Regions from separate parts of the Zea mays genome. Here region 1 is linked to region 2. Evidence: chromatin contacts called from public Hi-C data. All regions are on one chromosome and are shown on one strand. Each heading gives the region's core, a stretch centred on a gene start, on an enhancer-like site or on the middle of the called end of the contact. The rest is flanking DNA. Distances are from core to core; before and after follow the strand shown. Region 1 holds the start of LOC100191565. Region 2 holds the start of LOC100383569.

The links. Hi-C and Micro-C count contacts between places; a contact is called where the count stands out from the background.
Region 1: a contact with region 2 is called in a Hi-C map of ear, with 3 times the contacts expected there. The contact joins the promoter of LOC100191565 here to the promoter of LOC100383569 in region 2. A contact is called at or near these places in 2 of 25 Hi-C or Micro-C datasets (ear and tassel) and 1 of 3 datasets of contacts at active chromatin or transcription factors (leaf).

What each region holds. Positions count from the first base shown.
Region 1 is chr10:151,472,226-151,475,343 of Zm-B73-REFERENCE-NAM-5.0, reverse strand. It overlaps LOC100191565, which reads right to left and starts at 1,605. Exons shown (of 11, transcript NM_001367088.1): 1 at 1,360-1,605; 2 at 1,156-1,268; 3 at 968-1,075; 4 at 662-900; 5 at 534-575; 6 at 325-412; 7 at 103-236. The coding sequence starts at 1,555.
Region 2 is chr10:151,313,227-151,316,198 of Zm-B73-REFERENCE-NAM-5.0, reverse strand. LOC100383569 reads left to right here and starts at 1,314. Exons shown (of 6, transcript NM_001176217.1): 1 at 1,314-1,911; 2 at 2,238-2,488; 3 at 2,595-2,970. The coding sequence starts at 1,333.

The DNA.
Region 1 (3,118 bases), core at 356-2,855, 160 kb before region 2:
CCATTCTAAGAACTTGCTGATGCGAGCTAATTGGAAGAATTTGTAGCGCTGAGCCTTCGAGTTTGTACCACAGACTCTCATGCTTAGACAAGAGTATATTACCTGCATGTTATAAAACCACCCTGGCAGCCGGCAGCCTTGCTTAAGGTGCCAACACCTATGTCAATGTCCTTTTCACATTCAAACAGCTCAGCTGCACCACCACCATTCTCACCGCAAACAAGTGTCCCATGAGCCTTGACAAAAGAAAAATGTGAACGGCACTCAATCAGTACAAAGATCTGCAAGAAAAAAAACTTGCTTGCGAGGAGATAAAATACTAACATCATCGATGACCAACAAATAACCATACTTTCTGCGTAATTTAATAAGTTCAGGAAATGGAGCGAAATCACCATCCATGCTGAACAGGCTGCACTTTATTATAAAATAAAAGGGGTTTTCATATTGTTAGTCTAATAAAGTACATATACAAGCAATTGCTACGCATCAGCATTAACAAAAACACCAACGCTTAGTCAGTGGTGACTTGCCTATCTGTGACAACAACTTTCTTTTCCAATGAGCAACTGGACCTGCAGGGATTATAAAACTATAGCTGCTGCTAATTCAAGTAGTGTGAGTACACTGAATATTACTGCAAAGCGAAGAACAAACGTACAGCAGGAAATCGAGATGGAACATGTCACAGTGCTTGTACACAAACACTAATGCTTCTTGCTGCCGCTCCAAAAGGCGAATCCCATCAATGATTGAAGCATGGTTCAGCGCATCTGAGAAGATGGCAATTCTCTCGTGCTCTGCAGGTTTTCTTCCAGGGGACAAAAGAGAGGTAATACTCCCCAGGGCTGTAATTGCAGCCATGTTGGCAGAAAATCCAGTGGGGCAAAGAAGGCAATCCTGCAGAACCACTACAGGATAAGGATCCGAAGTTGCAAATTTTCAATCTGAATACGTCAATGGATACCTCTTTTTTCTTCAGTCGTGCTAATGATTCCTCCACCAATTTGTGATAAGTAGTATAACCACATATCAACGCCGAGCCTCTTGGCCCCATGCCATAATCTTGAGCTGCCTGGCAAGCACCAACTAAGTCAAAGTCAATTGATATATCAAGTAGTGGCCACAGCCCAAAGCGCAGCATTGGCGGCACACCTTCACAGCAGCCTCACGGACTGCCGGATGCGAGCTGAGGCCCATGTAGTCATTCCCTGAGAAGAGGATCAGGTTTCCATCCAGCTGTTCTTCCTGTCCACCCGCCTCATCGCCTAACCAAATCTTACCGAGAGGAGAAGGCAATGAATATGTGTGTGTTTAGCATGTGCTACAGTACAGAGGGGAGTTTTTCTTGGCACTGACCTTCGGCCAGCCACTGGTGCAGGGTGTCGCGGTCGAGGCGGATCTCGACGGCGGCATGGTCCCAAGGCCCCGGGCCGTCGAAGGTCCTCGGCGCCGCGGTCGGCGCCGCGAGCGCGATGGGGCGCGTGGCACGTAGCAGGCTCCTGGCCTCCAGCCTCGCGAGCGCGGCGTCCACTAGCGCGTCCCACTGCCCCATTTCGTCGAGCAGGCGGCGCGCCGCACCGGGCGAGGGACTCGTGACAGAAGGTGCAGCGGGGGAGGGAGAACGCCTCTGGTGCGGATGAAGTTATTTGCGATTGTAATATTTTCCTCGTCTGGCTTCGCCACTTTAAGTGCTCCGCAGCGAGTTCTCGTCATTTTGGCATCTTCATGGGAGCTCACTCGCTAGCTTGGTACAAATTTTGTTTTAGTCAATGCTAAATTCGTAGGATCTTTAATCTTTGCTTGCAGTGACTCTTCTGTTAAAGATGTATATTTGGGTCGGGTCTGATATTCTGCCCGAAGCACCAAAATAAAAAAACATAGTCCAAGCATGGCACGACCTGAAATTATGCATCGGGTCATGCTTGAGCCGAGGTCACGCCCCACGAGCGGGCACGAGCACGGCCCGTTGAAAGCACCTAGAGGGAGGTGAATAAGTGATATTGCGAAATTAGCTCTAAACAACACACTTGATTTATAAAACATGTTAGTGAGAACTAAAACCAAGTTAGGATGAGAAGAGAGAAGAAAAGAGAACTCTTCACTTGATTGCTCCTTTAAGATGAGTGTTAAACTTTGGAGCAATATTACAAGTGAGTATGAGAACTTAAGAATATAGTAATCACAATAAGTAAAAATGGACAAGAAACACAACGATTTTTACCGTGGTTCGGTCAATACCTACTCCACGTGTGATGACCTCCTTTTGTCAAGGGTTGCACTCAACTCCTATCAAGTGATCCAAAGATCAAACTTGAGTGCTACAATTGTCTTCCTGATGTCAATATCTCGTTGTGAGGAATCTCTATAAATTAGAGTCTCTCACACCTTACACAAATAATCACAATCAAATCCGGAGTAAGGAGAGGAGTAAAAATGCACACAAGAGCACAATTGCAGCTACACCACGCACACAAGCAAAGAAGAGAGCACACGAATCAAAACGACAGAGTCACAGCTCAAGAACGCGCTCAAATTTCTCTCTAACAAATCAAAAACGTCGTCGCGGAGTTTCGGAGTTGTGGGGTGCTCAAAGTATATTTTGGGGTCTGCTCCATGGCGCATAGGGGGTCCTTTTATAGCCTCAAGTATAGGTGTACATTTGGGTTGGGCCTGAAGCACGAAAAAAGCACGACACAAAATATTTTAGTGTCGGGTCGGGTTTGGGCCGAGGTTGCGGCCCATGGGCGGGCACGAGGATAGCCTGTTTAAGGCAGACACGAAATGGCTCATATAGAGACACGAAATGGCCCATATATTATTAAAACCACACTTCATTCCACACTTTCATGTACTTGATAAAGAACACAAAGTTAGGGATGATGCTAGTTAGATATTTTTTGCAGCTTTGAATTAGAGTATGCGTTGTAATTTTACTTTTGTTATGAACATTAGATAATGAATTGAACTTACGAACTCTGTATAGACAGGCACCGGACTGTCCGGTGGGGGCACCCGATTGTCTGGTGCTCCATCTAACTATTAGAGCTAGCTGACGTGGCTAATAACCATTGGCTGACTATCATACCGTACTGTACAGCGCTCTGCACAGACCGTC
Region 2 (2,972 bases), core at 65-2,564:
ATTATGCAGAAAAAGAAAAAACGGCTACCCGAATTCCGGGTACCCGTATCCGACCCAGGATTTTCGGGTACTGACCGGGTATTAGTGATTCCGTATCCTACCCGTATCCGAGGTTCAATATCCAGGTAATACCCGTATCCGTCCCGACAAACAAAATACCCGTATCCGTATCCGAAATTACGTTCCGTTTTGGTACCCGTATCCGATACTCGTTCCGGGTACCCGTCCCGTTTTCATCCATACTTTATGTGGTGGGTTACAGGGGAGTTCTCTAGTATGAAGGATGCTAGAGAATTGAGTAGATGGCTAATGAGTGACCTGTCTTTTGATAGGGTGCCCCTAGGCCTTATATACTCGGCCGTAGGGCATTACATGCAGGTATGATAACTATGTGCTCATAAGTAATAGTGAACCAACTGAACTTATCTTTCTATTATCTTGCCGACTTATCTTCGTTTGGTTCCGACGTCTGAGGCCGCTGCGCGTGAGAATCGGATCAATGATGTGGATAATGTTTAAACCCAATAAGACGTCTGGGCTCGAGTCTGTCCAACCTTGCGTCGATCCATTCTGTCAGTGATTCCTCCCCTGTCTCACGAAGGGGTGGCCTTACGAAGTAATGGGCCTAAAGTATTTCGCGAGGCCTTCTAGCCTTCTAGTGGACCCAGGGGATATATGTCGTCCATAAGGAGGTCTAGCCTATACGATTTCCAACCGTTCTGGCAAGATTTACTAGAATAATCACGCAAAGAATATAGATTTTAATCTAAATTAATTTAATCGTGGACCGTTCGGTCTCTCATGCGGACAGTCCAAGACGCAAAGAGTCTGATCCACACGACCGGATAAGTGCCGAATATGGTTCTCAACAGTAACCAAACACCTCTTATTTTGTTTAACAATTTACTTGTATGGTCATCAAAATATTGTTTTCTATGGTAGAATGTACTGTTCGCGGAGTAAATTTTGAATATGAACATAAATATGAATTAAGCTAAGAACACGGTGGGCCGTGGGCGCAGCCGACTCACAGACTCGGTTTAGTTTTCGTATTCGTGTCCGTATCGCTTTCCTACTAGCTACTACCCTTGCCACCGTCCTGGGTTGGGCCAAGTCCCCCAAAACCAGCTCGGGGCCCAGCAACCTTGACAGCGCAGGACGGTCCAGTTCTTTTGTTCGGCCGTTGGATCAAACAAAGGCCGCCTCTGCGTCTCTTATTCCCTCTCTTTTTTTTTTATAGTACAACACAATCCACCCGCGTCGGCACGAGCACCCACAGCAGTTGGCGCGCACCAAAACCCTACCCTCCCTCTGCTCTCAGCCGCCAACGCCATGGGCTCCACCGCCGCTGCCTCCGTGCTCCCGGTGTCCGCCGGCTCCGGCGAGAACCTCGTCCTCATCCTCGACTACGGCTCGCAGTACACGCACCTCATCACCCGCCGCGTGCGCCAGCTCGGCGTCCTCTCCCTCTGCGTGTCCGGCACGGCGCCGCTCGCCTCCCTGGAGGGCCTCCGCCCACGCGCCGTCATCCTCTCCGGCGGGCCCCACTCAGTCCACGCCCCCGGGGCGCCCGCCTTCCCCGAGGGATTCCTGGGCTTCGCGGCTGCCGCGGGCGCGCACGTGCTCGGCGTCTGCTATGGGATGCAGCTCCTCGTGCAGTCCCTTGGAGGCGCCGTTGTGTCCGGGGAGCGCCAGGAGTACGGGAAAATGGACGTTGAGGTGACGGCGGCCTCCTCCGCGCTCTACGGGCAGGCGGAGACCGGGAAGCGCCAGACGGTGTGGATGAGCCATGGCGACGAGGTGGTTAGGCTGCCGGAAGGGTTCGAGGTGGTTGCTCGCAGCGTGCAGGGAGCCGTCGCGGCCATTGAGAACCGGGAGAATCGCTTTTATGGGCTCCAATACCACCCCGAGGTAGTAGACGTTATGGCTGATTACGTACTATGATGATGTGCTAATCACCATGATACAGTAAATGCCAATCATTTATATGCCTACTTAATTGCTTCATTCACCAAGTGCTGCTGGTCCTTTCGGTTCAGGCTGCAGTGCATTTATCTTGTTCATTCATCCTACCGAGCAGCAGCTCAGTGGTTTAATTCTTTTTTCTGCCAGTACAAATAATCTTCTACGTGCTTTGCCCCTTCTATTACTATTACTGTTGATTATGTGTCCGGTGCATTGTGCTTTGTCTTTGTATACCATCTGGTTGTCACTGTATTGAAATTTCTCGTGTAAAGGTTACACATTCAGCCCAAGGAATGGAAACACTGCGCCGCTTTCTCTTTGATGTTTGTGGGATCAAAGCTGATTGGAAGATGCAAGATGTGCTCGATGAAGAAATCAAGACCATCCAAAGCACGGTTGGCCCTGACGAGCATGTTATCTGTGCATTGTCAGGTGGTGTTGATTCAACGGTCGCCGCCACTCTCGTTCACAAGGCGATAGGAGATAGGCTTCACTGTGTTTTTGTTGATAATGGTCTATTAAGGTAACGATATGCTGCCTTTTTTTTCTTTCTCGAAGTTCTGTTGAATAGAACTTGTGCTTATCTCGAAGCAATCTGCAATGAAACTAACACAGAACCTCATTTGTAGGTACAAGGAGGGAGAGCGAGTAATGACAACCTTTGAAAGTGATTTGCACCTGCCAGTGACATGTGTTGATGCCTCAGAGCAATTTCTCAGCAAGTTAAAGGGTGTCGAAGACCCAGAGAAGAAAAGAAAGATCATTGGCAGGGAATTCATAGCTGTCTTTGATGACTTTGCTCACAAGCTGGAACAGAAGATAGGAAAAAGGCCCGAATATTTAGTTCAAGGGACTTTGTACCCTGATGTAATTGAATCATGCCCACCTCCTGGGAGTGGAAGGACACATTCCCACACCATCAAAAGCCATCACAACGTAGGTGGCCTTCCAAAAGATATGAAATTAAAACTTATTGAACCACTCAAGCTCCTATTCAAGGACGAGGT